Regions from separate parts of the Mus musculus genome. Here regions 1 and 2 are each linked to region 3. Evidence: chromatin contacts called from public HiChIP or PLAC-seq data. All regions are on one chromosome and are shown on one strand. The core of a region is the stretch at or near the end of the contact, and the rest is flanking DNA. Distances in the headings are between cores, read along the strand shown. Region 1 overlaps Gm40359 (a long non-coding RNA gene). Region 2 has its middle 23 kb from the start of Mir29a. Region 3 holds the start of 1700012C14Rik (RIKEN cDNA 1700012C14 gene).

Region 1 (4,611 bases), core at 907-3,406, 550 kb before region 3:
AACCTTGCCCAGAGGGTTTTACTTGGTATAAAGCAACCAAAGAATTTTTAGCAACATTCATAGAAAGCTTTGTAGAAACATCCAATTTTCTAAACCATATCAAGATCAAGGTTTGGACACTGTGGGAATGTCTAATTAGTACTGAGACTATCACATCGTCACCTCCTCGTTAAGTATTCATTAACTTGCGCATTATTTTTTGAGATAGGATTTTGTCTATCCCTGGCTGGCCTCAAACTTGCTGTGTCTTGAACTTTTGATCCTCCTGTCTCTACCTCTGTGCCTTGGACTGGACTCAGTCAGCAGGGTGACAAACAGACACAACATAAGGGAGTGTTGATCTGAATGTAATTTCTCAAAGCGAGCATCAGACTTAAAATACAGAAGAAAATAAGGAAGTTGGGTAACACATCAGCCAAGGTACACTGAGGTTACCGAATGCATAATGACTCTTTACACAAAATAGAGGAATGCATACATAAAGACTAGCAGGAACTAGGCAATAAAACAACTGAGACAAAATCACCTCTATCTAAGGTCAGCTATATTCTTAGAAGCCAGGTGTGAGGTCTTTATGCTCCCGGGGCAAGGGCTTTTTGTGTCCAAGCCATAGTTCTAATTAGGGAGTTCTGCTCTAGCTAACCTTCTCATGAATAATGCAATACTCTAGTTCCTCCTTAAACCACAGCCCAATCTTCTTCCTAAACCATTGTAAATTCCTGTATATGGGAGTGACTTGGCTGTTAATCTAAGTGATTTTGTGTAGACTTTCTTCTATTAAGTAATGTAGTCTGCCATTCATAATTATAATAAGAATTCTAAACTTACTTTGCTAAGCTTGCCCTGAAATTTCTAACTCTATGTAGTAGATAGTAATGCCTGATTTCTTTAACTATCTCTCTTTCAATACTGGAGGCAATTCATCTGAATAGGCAACATTCTTACTGAATTCCAAGCTCAGGGTCGGCTCAAGGACTGCCTAGGACATTGGTGAAGGCCAGGAAGCAAAGTTCAATTTAGCTTAGGTATTTGACAAATCATTGCTTGGAGGCACCTATAATAAAACAATACTGAAAGAAAGCACACAGATCCATTCACTGACTAACACAAGGACATGTTTGGAGTATTCCTGCTACAGGATGCCAAGGCTCCAAGAGACTAAGTTTCCGTGAAACATTTTGCCATGGGACTGTGTCCAAGCTTTTGGGCCTGCCACTAAGTTTTTACTGGAGTGGGTGTGGCACCTCTGGAGTGCCAAGTTAACAGGTGTGAGTCACAGCACCTAGCAGGATGCTGGAGATCAAACCCAGGACTCCACACATGCTAGGCAACCACACTATCACTGAGCTACATGAACAGTGTCTCAACTTCTGGATATAGACCAATAGACCCCCAAAGTGCAGGGTCTATTGGTCTATATGCTGTGCTGTGCTGCAGTTGGCCCATGAGAGCCGCTCTGTATTTCTTTCCCCGCTTGGCCTTCAGTGACTGTGCACTGATAGATAGCTCGATAGAGGAGGGGAGTTTAGGACAATGAAACCAACAAAAGCTAAGAGCATCCTCTCCCATTCCTTCCTTTCTGAAGCAGAGGCCCACCAGCCTGTAGCTTCTCCCTTGGACCCGGCAGAGGTTATAATGGGGTGTTTTTGCTGTCTGCGTTTTGCTGGGGAATGGCTCCTGCCATATGAGTCCATGGATTTTAACTATTTCAGTGAACTCTGCTGGCTTTTCGAGATGGCAATTTTCCCCTTTTTTTTTTTTTTTTGTACATGCAGTTAAGAATTGTCCTAAGGGATGAGTCTCCACCGAGTCTTCAGTGGCACTCTGTGCTAGGCTCCTAGCCTGTCCATCTCAGGAAGTGGTACCCTCTTTGAGTCATTTTCTCTCACCATTATTGCTGCCAGTGTCCTACCCTCAGCCCAGCTAGTCTCAGTGGACTTTCTTCAGCCTCTCTATCCTTAAATGCCTCTTGGAACTAGACTTGGCCCCTCCCCCTGCTGCCTGAGAAGCTGACTTTCTAAATCAATTCTCTCTCTTTCTCTCTCTCTCTCTCTCTCTCTCTCTCTCTCTCTCTCTCTCTCTCTCAATTCAGAAGTCCCGTGAGCTGTGGCCACAGGCCAAGATCCCAAATTAACCTATGCCATCATTTCCCTCTTAGCACTTGAAACTGTAGCATGCTCTGGGCAGAATGCCAAGGCTTTCTATCCTAGGCCCTAACGGCCTTCATTACCTAAATAAAATGTTGCCTGAAATAGAAAAGTCAGATTTTTTTAACTCTTTATTGACTTTTACTTTATGTTACTAATTGCTATTGAGCATCCTGTGAGCTGTAGCGCACCTTGGTAAGGATGAAGCTTTCAGGAAACATTTTCAGGGTTAGCCTAAGAATTACAATGTCTTAGCAGACTCAAACACCAAGCAGTTTTGTAAACATTAACAGAAGAAAGCTCTTTATGCCAGCTTGACAATGGAAGTTCTGTGCAGCTGTGAATGCTTCAAAACTCTCTCTCTCTCTCTCTCTCTCTCTCTCTCTCTCTCTCTCTCTCTCTCCTATTTTTGTTGTGGTGGGTTTTGTTTTTGTTATTTAATCAAGCATAATATTTTTATTGATTATTTGGGAATTTCACACAATGCACCCTGATCGCCTGATCGTACCCCATTCACCTTCCTTTCTTCCCGGGTCCATACTCTCACCGCCCACCCCACCCCCCAAGAAACAGAAGAAAATAAAAAATATACCCCAGGTCCAGTTTGTGTTGCCCATATACTCAATGGAGCATGCTGAAATGCCCAGTGGCCAGCCACTTGAAGATAACTGAGTCCTTCCCCATCCCCACCCCACCAGAAGCCACCAACTGTGAAGTGCTACACTTTAGCTGCCTTAGCACAATTTTTAAGCACTCTCTTCAACGTTTTCCTGCCTGACTTTTTTCTTTTCTTTTTTTTCTGGGAGTAGGGGTGGGCTAGGGGTGGAGGTGGCGGGGGAGGGGGTGGGGAATGTTGTCACAGATGCCTTCTATGTCTCTCATTCTCAACTGTGAGTCTGCATTAGATCGACGATGCCACGACAAAAGAAGCTTCCTGGCCCAAAACAGCCAGCGGCAGCATGGATTGTGGACCTCAACATGACCCCAGGTGGCAGCATAGACCACAAACGCCAACAAGGCCCTCCCTCTGCGGGAGCATGGACCGCAGATACCAACTTGGCCTCTGGCCGCAGCCCTGACCACAAACACTCATGTGTTCTCTAGCAGTAGTATGGACCAAGGACATCAACATATCCCCAACCCCACCTTCCACCCCCACTGCAGCATGTAACATCCACGTGGCCTTTGGCAGCAACACAGACCCATGGGTATCAACATCCCGCAACAGCAACAGCAGCGGCACGAACCATGGACGTCTTTTCAGGTGGTCCAATCCAGGAAATGAACTGTTCTCCATCTTGGAAGCCCTGTCTCTGCTCAGAGCTGAGAGAGATCTGTAGCCTGGGCAGTGTGCTGGGGGCAGAGGCTGTGAGGGCTCCAGGCTCCAGGCTACTCAGGAACAACAGCTCCCCCACCCCCCGCTGCACCCCACCACAGCCTCACCCCCACGTCTGTCATGAGCAGCTCCATCTGCTAACTCTGCCCCACCTCTCTATCACACGTATATTCACCGAAGTGGCATTAAAACCTGCAGCGTCTCTGTTGTGGTTATTCCTCAGATTGTTTTGATATTGTATATTGTGAATGTCTAATGTACTTATATTTTGTAGAAGGGGTAATATGAAGAATAGTTCATTTATTATGGGTAACTTTCTCCTATGTCTTAGTCAGTATTCCATTGCTGTGAAAAGACACCATGACTCTATCAGTGGAAGCATTTAACTGGGGCCTGGCTTACAGTTTCCATGTTAATCCATTATCATCATGGCAGAGAGCATGGCAGCATGCAAGCAGACATGGGGCTGAAGAAGAATCCAAGAGCTACATTCTGTCCTGAAGGCAAAGAGATTTGAGTCCTAGCATGGATTTTTGAAACCTCAAAGCCTACTCATACATAGTGACACACTTCCTCAAATAAGGTCACCCTCCCTAATCCTTCTAATCCTTTCAAATAGTGTCGCTCCCTGGTGACTAAGTGTCTTAGTTAGGGTTTTACTGCTGTGAACAGACACCATGACCAAGGCAAGTCTTATAAAAAGACAACATTTAATTGGGGCTGGCTTACAGGTTCAGAGGTTCAGTCCAACATCATCAAGGTGGGAGCATGGCAGTATCCAGGCAGGCATGGTGCAGGCAGAGCTGAGAGTTCTATGTCTTCATCCAAAGGCTGCTAGTGGAAGACTGACTTCCAGGCAACTAGGGTGAGGATCTTATACCCACACCCACAGTGACACACACATTCCAACCAGGTCACACTTATTCCAACAAGGCCACACCTTCAGATGGTGCCACTCCCTGGTCCGAGGATATACAAACCATCACACTAAGCATTCAACTATATGCGCCTATGGGGACCATTCTTATTCAAATCACCACATCTTATTACCTCACATTGACTTCATTACACTTTTCTTGGGAGGCATAGTCAAGAGACTGTTCCCTGTAAAGACGAGGGAAAGAAACA
Region 2 (5,134 bases), core at 1,639-4,138, 580 kb before region 3:
CTAGCAACAGGATTTAAGAGGGTATGTTTTGTACCAGACTGAACTTGCAAAAGGATGGAAAAATAGAGTGGGGGAAGAGCCAGCCCAGTGAGAAAAGGCAGTGGCCACATAAGCCTGATGACCCACCATCATGTCCAAATGTGGTGGCCTTCATCTGTAATCCCAGCATCCCTACTTCAAGATGGGAGAGGATAATTTGCCTAGAGACTCATGGACCAACTAAGGTACAAAGAGCAACAGAGAGCAACCTGCTCCAGCAAGGTGGGAAGAGAGAACCAACTCTGACCTTCACACACACACACACACACACACACACACACACACACACACACACCGTGACCTATGTGTACCCACATTCTCATGTAAGTTAATTAATGTTAAAAATAAATATTAAAAGCAGAGATCAAAGGGAAAAGACCCCAGATGCCTCTGGTGTTCTTGGTTGTCTATGTCGGGGTCATGGACCAAAGAGGGAACAAAAGAAAAACAGTTTTGAAGAGAGGAAATGAGGTTTGGGTTTGGTTATTCACTGCACAATGGCACACATAAGTTAATTATACCATCAAAAAGACACTGAAGATGTATATATTTGAAAGTTACTAGCATGTAAGTGGTATTTAAGTCAAAGATCTAGATCCAATCATCTAAAAGGGAATATAAATAGCAAAAAGATATAAAGATTTGAGAAAAATGACAGGCAACATATGGCCACTGAAGTCACAAGAAGCAAGTGTGTCTTGAATGCTTTTGAGAGAGTGAGGCGTAGGGGAAGGGATGATGTCTGACACAGGGAGGGATGGGGAAGCTTTGACTCGATTGCATTCTGGAAGGGAAAGCCAGGCAACAGGAACGGAGGAGTGATTGGGAGAAAAGGGAGAAAGAAGATAAACTCATGATGGCTTTCACTCTGGAGGTACCAGTGATGAGAGAGACCAAGTATCCTTTAAGATTAGAGATGATAGTGGGGGCGGGGGTGGGGTGGGGTGCTGGTGGAGGAAAACCAGGAGAAAAGGAGGTTCCTTCCTGGGAAGAGATGAATTGGTCCCCAGCAGAAGATGAGACATCCTGCAGTCGCGTGTACCAAAGGCAGGTAGATGGGCTTGTTGTTAGAACTACAACCAGGGCTTTCTCCCCAGGTATGGCAACGACCTGACTTATGAGCAGAAGAAATGAAATAGTGTTTATCAGGATAGAAACCACAAGAGTTCCATGAAACAAGTTAACGGGAAACAGCGAGTCTTCATTCATTTTAAGTATTAAACAAACAAACAAAAAAGAGTCCCCCGAGAATGCAAGTAGAAAATAGGGTTTACCAAGCACAAGCCAGGTTTCACTTCTGATCCAGTTGGAGCCCTCTGCCTAGCTCCTCTATGTCCAGTTAATTCTCCCAATGAGACAACGGTGAGAGATGGATATACAACATATGCTTAAAACATGAGGGGAGCTTGCAACTCGGAGGGAGCGGAAGGGACGAGGCCAGGGAGAGAGCATGGCAAAAGCCAGCCAGCCCCACAGGAGGTGACAGACAGAACCAACAATCACATATGTAGAATATTCAATAGAGTGAGCCGATAAGTTATTAGTATGGATAAATTTTAATATGAAATAATAACATGATACTAATGTTAAAAAGTCAGTCTCACTGGGGAGGTAGCTCAGGAATAGAGTACTTGTCAAGATTGTACCTCTAGCTCTGCAGGAAAAAAATATGTGTATGAATACACACACACACACACACACACACACACACACACACACACACACACATATTTCTATCCTGGGCCTGGTTAGATGGCTCATCAGTTAAAAGTGTTCAATACTCTGGCAGAGGACAGAGTTCAGTTTCCAGCACCCACATCAGGTGCTCACAACCACCGTTAGCTCCGGGTGCAGGGGCTCCACTTCCTGCTCACAAACACATACATAAAGACAAATCTCTTTTTTACAAGCTGTCTCTTGGGGCTGGAGAGATGGCTAAGTGGATAAGAGCACTTGCTTCTCTTCCAAAGAGGACCTGAATTTGGTTCCCAGCACCCACATCAGGCTGCTCACAGCTGCCTGTAACCCCAGCGCCAGGGGATCTGAGGTCTCTGCCCTCTGTGGACACCTGCACTCATGCACCACAGCCACGTGCAGAGACGTGAACCTATATAGAGTCTTAAATGGTGAAAATAAATCCATAAAGAAAAAATTACCTTTGTGTACAACAACAAAACTTAAAATGAACAAACACCCAGTCTGGCTTCCCGAGTAGTTGTCGTTCTTCCTCCTCCTCTTTCTTGTATTTTCTTTTCTTTTTCTTTTTTTAAGATTTATTTATTTATTTTATGAGTACACTGCTGCCATCTTCAGACACACCAGAAGAGGGCATCAGATCTCATTACAGATGGTTGTGAGCCACCATGTGATTGCTGGGAATTGAACTCAGAACCTCTGAAAGAGCAGCCAGTGCTCTTAACCACTGAGCCATCTTTCCAGCCCCCCCCTCTTGTTCTTGTTTGTTTGTTTGTTTGTTTGTTTGTTTGTTTTTCGAGACAGGGTTTCTCTGTGTAGCCCTGGCTGTCCTGGAACTCACTCTGTAGACCAGTCTGGCCTCGAACTCAGAAATCTGCCTGCCTCTACCTCTCTCGTGTATTTTCTAAGGATGGACACAGTGATGTCTTCTATCCTCTACATTCTTTTTAATTCCTGTTTCTGGAATGCTAAGCCCGGGCGTTGTTTCCTGATATCCTCACAGTGCATGTCCCTGCTTTGTTCGTATCCCGGCTCCCAGCCTTCCCCATCCCTGGCTTCATGGTCTATGAGCACAGACAGTGTTGGGGAACATGTGAACAGTGAAGGAAATGCTTATGATCAGAGTGATAAATGGATGAAAATGAGTAGACTCAGCTGGGTGTTGGTGACTCACACCTCTGAGGCCAGCACCAGGTCTGTGAATTTCAGGTCAGTCTGGTTTACCTAGTGAATTCCAGGTTAGCTGGGGCTAAATAGTGAGACCCTGTCTTAAAATAGAGGGGTTAGTGGTGGGATTGGCCATTAAGGTTGGATGTAGAAGGTAATTTTCCTCAATATAATAAAGTTTAGCCCAAGAGTCACTAAAGAATTACGGACCTGTGCACATTTAGCGTTTTATTAAAGCATAGCATTCATATGTAAATATTATACACGTAGTAAGCTGTGGCTCATTGGATCTCCACAAAGTGAGCACCATCTCACAATTACCACACAGATCAGGAAATAAAACATTATTAGCAGCCAGTGAGGTTTCTTTCTTAATTAAAAACAGTAACTTACACAGAAGTGGATGCTCACAGTCAGCTATTGGATGGAACACAGGGCCCCCAATGGAGGAGCTAGAGAAAGTACCCAAGGAGCTGAAGGGATCTGCAACCCTATAGGTGGAACAACAATATGAACTAATCAGTACCCCGGAGCTCGTGTCTCTAGCTGCATATGTAGCAGAAGATGGCCTAGTCGGCCATCAGTGGGAAGAGAGGCCCCTTGGTCTTGCAAACTTTATATGCCCCAGTACAGGGGAACGCCAGGGCCAAGAAGTGGGAGTGGGTGGGTAGGGGAGTGGGGGAGGGGTAGGGTGTGGGGGACTTTTGGGATAGCATTGGAAATGGAAATGAAGAAAATACCTAATTAAAAAAAAATAAACCCAGTAACTTGTAGGGTAAAATCAAAAGACAGCTATAAAAAATAATAAGAAAGAAAGAAAGAAAGAAAGAAAGAAAGAAAGAAAGAAAGAAAGAAAGAAAGAAAGAAAGAAGCCACAATTCTTCTAAGTCAACAGAAGAGGGTGCTCGTGAGCCAGCATTGTGACAAATCATCTCACTTAACCCTTCCTGGTCAGCGAGCCTGGGAAGAGAAAGAAAATTTCCAAATGGATGGGAAACTATGAACACTTAAAACTGCTAGAGATAGATAGATAGATGATATATAGATATATAGATAGATAGATAGATAGATAGATAGATAGATAGATAGATAGATAGAGGCAGGCAGACAGATTGAAAATAAAACCTCCTTTCCACAAAATGAAACAGAAAGAAACACATTAACAGCCTGAATCCTTCACAGACACAAAAAGAAAGCAACTACACATTCAAATGAGCAGTACAACGCTAGACAGACAGACAGACAGACAGACAGACAACACGGGAAAATCTAAACAAGAGTGTGTCTCAGAGATGGAAAAGCTGGTTTGAACCAGACTTCCTGCCAAGTGGCAGCCATGGTTCCATTCAAAACAGTTGGACCGGGGCGGTGGGAGAGGCTTGGCAGGGAGGCGAACAGCACTGCGTAAGTTTCCCCCGCTTAGATGGCTGTTGGCCTGAGGGCAAGCCACAATCCATGCCTTCAACTGACTAAGCCGTGCCACAGGCTCACTACGTCGCACTGAAGAGATGCCGTGCCATGCTGTCTGAGGCAAGCATCACAGGTACAAAGGGGAGGCTTTTAGAGGTCCTGTCACGTGCGGAGGTAGCCCCCAGTGTCTCCCAGTGTGACCTGACGTGGGGATACGGTCATGGGGATTACTAGTCCTGATAAAGCCTTGCTGGAGTAGGTGGTCCCTCATCCACAGTGACCGTGTCTTGAGGGGAAACGTGGGTGCCAGCAAATGCGGGGCGAACAGCGTGAGGGTGGAGAGCAGCAGGAGAATACATTTTCAAAGTCTGGTAAATACCAGAAGGCCGCTTTAAAGGGTCAAGAGGACAGACTACATATTAAAGCAAAGCGCGGGGGAAACGGAACAATAAAATATTTCGTAAAGCAAATGTCAGCCATTTCTGTGCAAGTAAGAAGACACTCACCAGGGTGGAGAGCTAGCCCCTCCCCCTCCCAGTCCCCACAGGCTGACCAGCTCAGCTACCACCAAAGCCCAGATCCAGGGCTCTGAGTTGGTGCACCCCAACATTTGCTTCATCAATGAACTGCTGAAGTGAGTGAAGGGGCTGGTCCTGCAGATCCAAGGCTGCAGTATCTCCGTGACCCAGGACAACCACAGGGTATCTGAGAGGAGGCTGTCCCAGTGAGGATCCAGTATTGATGGTGTAGGGGAAGCCAGAGGCCTGGGACCGCAGCAATGACTCTGCAATGAACATTTGTGAGCCAAGAAATGTGGACAAAC
Region 3 (4,439 bases), core at 213-2,712:
ATGGAATGAACAAGATAGAGTCAGCTCCTGTCCTCCTGATGGTGGAACAAACAGGCAGTAAACTCTATGACCATGGGGGAGATGGGAAGGGGACAGAGCCGGTAGAAGGGTCAGGGCAAAGGCCTTGGAGTCTTCCTAGTGGGACCCTAGCTTTGACTCTTCCTCACTGAGATGATATTTGAATAGAGAACCGGAGATGGAGGACAGACCCACAGAAACGCAGGAGGAAGAGCGAGCCACTGGTGCCAAGGCCCCCAACAACACACTTCATCATCCAAGGAGCGGCACCATGGCTGGACTAAAGGGAGCATCGTGGCAAGACACCAAGGTCAGGTAGCTTTGGAATCCCCACGCCATGGAAAGAGCTGAGATGTGGCCTTTCTGGGCATCTTACAAGGAAAACGCGTCCATCTGTTGCCTTGTTCTGGTCTGAAAGGTATCTCCCCCCCCCCCAGCCCCCCCCCCCCCGACAGATCAGGTGCTTCCACTGGCTCCAGGGAAAGGCTCCGGAGCTGGGATTTCCAAATCTTGGAAGCCTCACTGCCAGGAGTCACCGTGTGGCCTGAGGAAACCAAGATACCTCATACAGATTCCACATAGTCCCTGTCTCTACTGCTGCGTCCCTGGGGTCAGAAGAAGACCAACCCATAGCTTCTGTCTTTTTTCTCCTGGCCGGGCTATTCAGATGATAGCTAAAGACAAGGCAAGCTGCCTTATCTTCCCCAAGCCGGGACAGAAGGAGTTTATGAGGACGCTGATAGGAACCCTGAGAGGCTACTGGCCCTCTCAGGGTGCTCCTCAGAAAAGTCTCAGTGTGTGGTAATTATCTGGTTAGTGAGGACTTCAGCTGACCTCTGAAGAGTGACAGGACAGTCCTCCTCCTTCAGGAGATGGTGACCCACACCCATCAACCCATGCTGGGGTTACTCTGTTCTTCTCATGGTGCCACACAGGAGCTGGGCCAGTCTGGAGGAGAAAGGATGCTGGAGCCTTACTCTCAGGGGAGGAGCGCTCTCTTAGCTCACTCTCCAAGAACTGGGTGGGGAGTCTTTCAGACAGAACCTGTCTTTGGCCCTGAGTCTCATCCTGGTGACTGAGCCGGGCTTATCCCCGTGGCTTAGCAGAGCGAGCGGCCATGGAAGCTTTTCTGGACTGGGCTAGCAAGGCGTGAGGGTTTAAGCATGTGCCCGGAGAGCTCTGGCACCTGTTTGATACTTCCCAGGTTGATGGTGGCATTTCTGGTGTGAATCCAGCCCCTGGAGTATCCAGGTCCCGGGCTCCATCTGCCACCTCACTTGAGGGTGCCAGGCCCCTCACCTCTCCTACTCCAGGCCCACATCACCTTCCAGAATAACCCCCATCAGGAACGCGGCTAGGATCTTTCCTCCCTGTTGCTTTTCCAGTGAGGCCTCTTTTCCCCTTCATACAAGCACTTCCGAGAGAGCCAAATCGACCGCCCTCTAGGTTGCCATGGAAACAGAGCTTTCTTTCCTCCCTCCTGTTTACCTTGGTCAGGGGACTGCGACAAAAAGCAGCCTGTCGCAGGAGGAGAAGGGAGGGCGGGGGAGAGCGGAGGGAGAATCAGCTTGCCTTAAACCAGATCATTCCGGTTTGGAGTGGTTCTCTCCCCCGCAGCCCTAGGCCCCTCTTGCCACACTGGGCTGTGGAAGGCAGGGAGGGAGGGAGGATCCTCATCCTGCGAAGCTTTAGTGGAGAAGGTCCTACACCCGTGGTACCCCGTCCTAATTCCAAGTGGACCTGTCTCCCTCAAGGCCAGAGTTTGGCCTCCAGTGCATCCTCTGGAGGTGCTGCCCCAGGGTGACTGCTGTGCTCAGGTTGGCTCCCCACCCCAGGATAAAGAGATGGGAGCTGAAGGCCAGGCCTTGCTCTGTATATGTACTCTTGAGTGCCCTGGCCAAAGTGGCCTCACCCTATTTACCAAAAAGATCATTGTCGTAGCCTCGAACTTAAAATTTCCCAACTAACTGCCTTGGAGCGCGATTATATATCAGTGCCTTCTGAGCACCGCCTCTCCTCGCCCTAACTTTCCAAGTCTCCTGCAGTTTTTCTGGTTTCTTTCGTAGGCTTCCTCCCCTTCCAGAAGCCACCAGGAGGTGGTGGGTGCTGTCCCTGAAAAGCTTTCTAGCTCTTTGTGCTCCTCTGAGCCTTGAGCTAAAGTACTCTATTCTCAGTACCTGATTCCTCTAACCGGTTTGCTGGGTAGAAGCCCTGCCTCCGGGTGCTATCAGCCTGAATACAAGGTTGTGCCCCGGTGGCATCCCAGCCGGTTGCGTACCCACTAGATGCACAGTTAGCGTGGGCACCGGCCGCTGCTAGTCGCGGTGCCCACGACCAGGACCAGCGCTGCTCGCCAGGGGGCGGCAGAGAACCCACCCTGGGCAGCTTCTCCGCGAAGCACGAGGCCATTTTACATTCGAAAAATCCTGACCTGGCTCCGCATCTATGTGGACACTGGGAGCTTTGCCGGGACAAGTGACTGGCGGTGGCACCTGGGGGACTTGGCGCTCGCTTCCAGAGCAGCTTCCCGTCCCAGGCACAGGCTTCATCGTGCTGCACTGCGGCTCCGCGGAGCCCCGCCCACCTGGGGAAGGGTCTGGTCCTTTATCGGTGCAGTGAGAGTTCTTACCAAGGAGACCCTTCCTCTGGCATTGGGAGAGCTGGTAACTCCCTTGGCAAGAACACTTTGGTGGCCCTTGGCTTATCCTCCCGCATCCCAACACAATGTTTTTGTTTGGTTTCTGATTTTGTTTTAAGAAGCCCTGGTTGGCCTGAAACTCAGTGTATATAGACCAGGCTAGCCTCAAACTCACAGGTCCACCTGCCTCCGCCGAAATGCTGGGATGAAAAAACGAGGGTGCACCACCACGCCGGCTCCAGCACAAATTAGCTAAGCAGAAAGTGGACAGAGTGACGCCTGACTGCAGCACGTGGCAGATATGGCTCTGCTACCCTGCAGGGAGAGAAAGTGGGCCTTGCAGTCTTAGAACCTTCTGAGGCCCAGACTCTTGGTAGCTTTAGTGAGATGGTTCATAAAAGATGAACTGATCTGCCCGTCCCTTCTGAGGTGACACACACTGACACTTGATGTATTTCACAGATGCAACCGCTGTGAGGATCCTGGCTTGGTGTTGAGTGCCAAGAATAGTAAGTGGCCAGCGTGTGCCGCTGTCTGTGTCCTCTCTTCACCAACCCTAGAGCTGGGCTGAGGAGCCAAACTGGACAGGCCCTTCCCGCCTGCCTGGCTGCTGCCTGAGCCGAGCCGAGAGACCTCATTTCTGTGTGTCAGGCTGGGCTGTCCCAACCTTGGTGAATCAGAATATGGCTAATCTGCAGGGTCTCCTGGGAATAAGGTCCACCCCCGCCCACCTCTTTTCACCCAACTATGGAGAAGAAAAAGAGGTACAATAATACTCTTGCTTGATGTTATAAAGGGACAAGATAGCAAGGAACACATTTCCCGCAACACAATAAGACACTTAGAACAACAGATTGCTTTTTTCCCCAAACCTTCTCCCCCTTCATTTGTTCCTCTCTAGAGCTGGCTCTTAAAGGTTCCCAGATACCAGTCAGGCTGCGTGTGAACGAGTGGGGAACTTCACAGTTGTATCCTTTGAATCATTCCAACTACAGACTTAGTGAGAAAAGCTATTTTCACACTATCTAGAAAGACAAGTTGTTTGGTTTCTGTTTTGTAAGGAGAGGGAGATGCCAGCAGTTCAGCCCAGGCCTCCCTCGAATGTCACAGGCTAGGCAGGTTTGCTGCCACCTAGCTATATCCCCAGCCTCCACGTCAGTCTCAACACTACTGGACTAAGTAGTCTAGACACTGATGCCTTTGTTTGTTTGTTTGTTTGTTTGTTTGTTTGTTTGTTTGTTTTAGACACTATTCTTTTTATCTCTAATTAAAATGTTACCTAATGGTTGTCTTAATCTGAGACCTCCCAGCTCTAGAGAGCAGCCATGACTGGGACCATTAGCACCAATCTGAGCACTCTCCACGGCCACTAAAGCCGCACAGAGGTCTCGGAGACACTATTAGTCCACTTGAGGAAGAATAACACTGGCACCATTTTACTCGTATTTCAGTGCTCTCGAGGGAGGGAAGGGACGAGTCTGTTTGATCAGACTGTCATTCTCACATCAAGGTGACAGGGCCAGGACAAGCACTGTTCATCCCGGCCTTGGCTCAACAGTTCTCTGCTGGACAATTAGGCACAAGGAAGAAAGTGAGCAGCTACGAGACAGGGGTCCCCAAATCCTTAACCCAGTTGATACAGAACTGAGATTTGTTAAGATACCACTTTATGGGCCAGGCGTGGTGGTGCAGGCCTCTAATCCCAGCACTCGGAAGGCAGAGGCAGGCAGATTTCTGAGTTCGAGGCCAGCCTGGTCTACAAAGTGAGTTCCAGGACAGCCAG

What was found. HiChIP or PLAC-seq counts read pairs in DNA pulled down with a chosen protein or histone mark.
Region 1: a contact with region 3 is called in an H3K4me3 HiChIP or PLAC-seq map of embryonic basal ganglia, with 6 times the contacts expected there. The contact joins the enhancer-like site here to the promoter of 1700012C14Rik in region 3. A contact is called at or near these places in 16 of 39 promoter capture datasets (the 3T3-L1 cell line, 3T3-L1-derived adipocytes, the C10 cell line and 10 more), 1 of 15 datasets of contacts at CTCF or cohesin (the NIH/3T3 cell line), 1 of 484 Hi-C or Micro-C datasets (bone marrow-derived macrophages), 11 of 115 datasets of contacts at active chromatin or transcription factors (the 230-238 cell line, bone marrow-derived macrophages, embryonic basal ganglia and 6 more) and 1 of 9 other capture datasets (adipose tissue).
Region 2: an H3K4me3 HiChIP or PLAC-seq map of forebrain shows a contact between it and region 3, with 10 times the contacts expected there. The contact joins the enhancer-like site here to the promoter of 1700012C14Rik in region 3. A contact is called at or near these places in 19 of 39 promoter capture datasets (the 3T3-L1 cell line, 3T3-L1-derived adipocytes, the C10 cell line and 11 more), 2 of 15 datasets of contacts at CTCF or cohesin (the NIH/3T3 cell line and embryonic stem cells), 18 of 484 Hi-C or Micro-C datasets (the G1E-ER4 cell line, the HL-1 cell line, the N1E-115 cell line and 6 more), 21 of 115 datasets of contacts at active chromatin or transcription factors (the 230-238 cell line, craniofacial prominence, differentiating embryonic stem cells and 11 more) and 1 of 9 other capture datasets (embryonic stem cells).

The regions. Positions count from the first base shown.
Region 1 is chr6:31,009,141-31,013,751 of GRCm38.p6, reverse strand. It overlaps Gm40359 (a long non-coding RNA gene), which reads left to right. Exons shown (of 2, transcript XR_868931.2): 2 at 3,053-3,687. Among named protein-coding and RNA genes, the nearest start is that of Gm40359, 3.5 kb to the left of the region's middle. Within about 2 kb of position 2,156, at least 36 of the 459 cell types and tissues checked have an H3K27ac peak or open chromatin away from gene starts, as enhancers often do. A contact at or near this core is called in bone marrow-derived macrophages, embryonic basal ganglia and oligodendrocyte precursor cells, where this site is marked.
Region 2 is chr6:31,037,330-31,042,463 of GRCm38.p6, reverse strand. No RefSeq gene overlaps it. Among named protein-coding and RNA genes, the nearest start is that of Mir29a, 23 kb to the left of the region's middle. Within about 2 kb of position 2,888, at least 58 of the 459 cell types and tissues checked have an H3K27ac peak or open chromatin away from gene starts, as enhancers often do. A contact at or near this core is called in the N1E-115 cell line, the NIH/3T3 cell line, cerebral cortex and 7 more, where this site is marked.
Region 3 is chr6:30,458,008-30,462,446 of GRCm38.p6, reverse strand. 1700012C14Rik (RIKEN cDNA 1700012C14 gene) reads right to left here and starts at 1,462. Exons shown (of 2, transcript NR_131049.1): 1 at 1,318-1,462.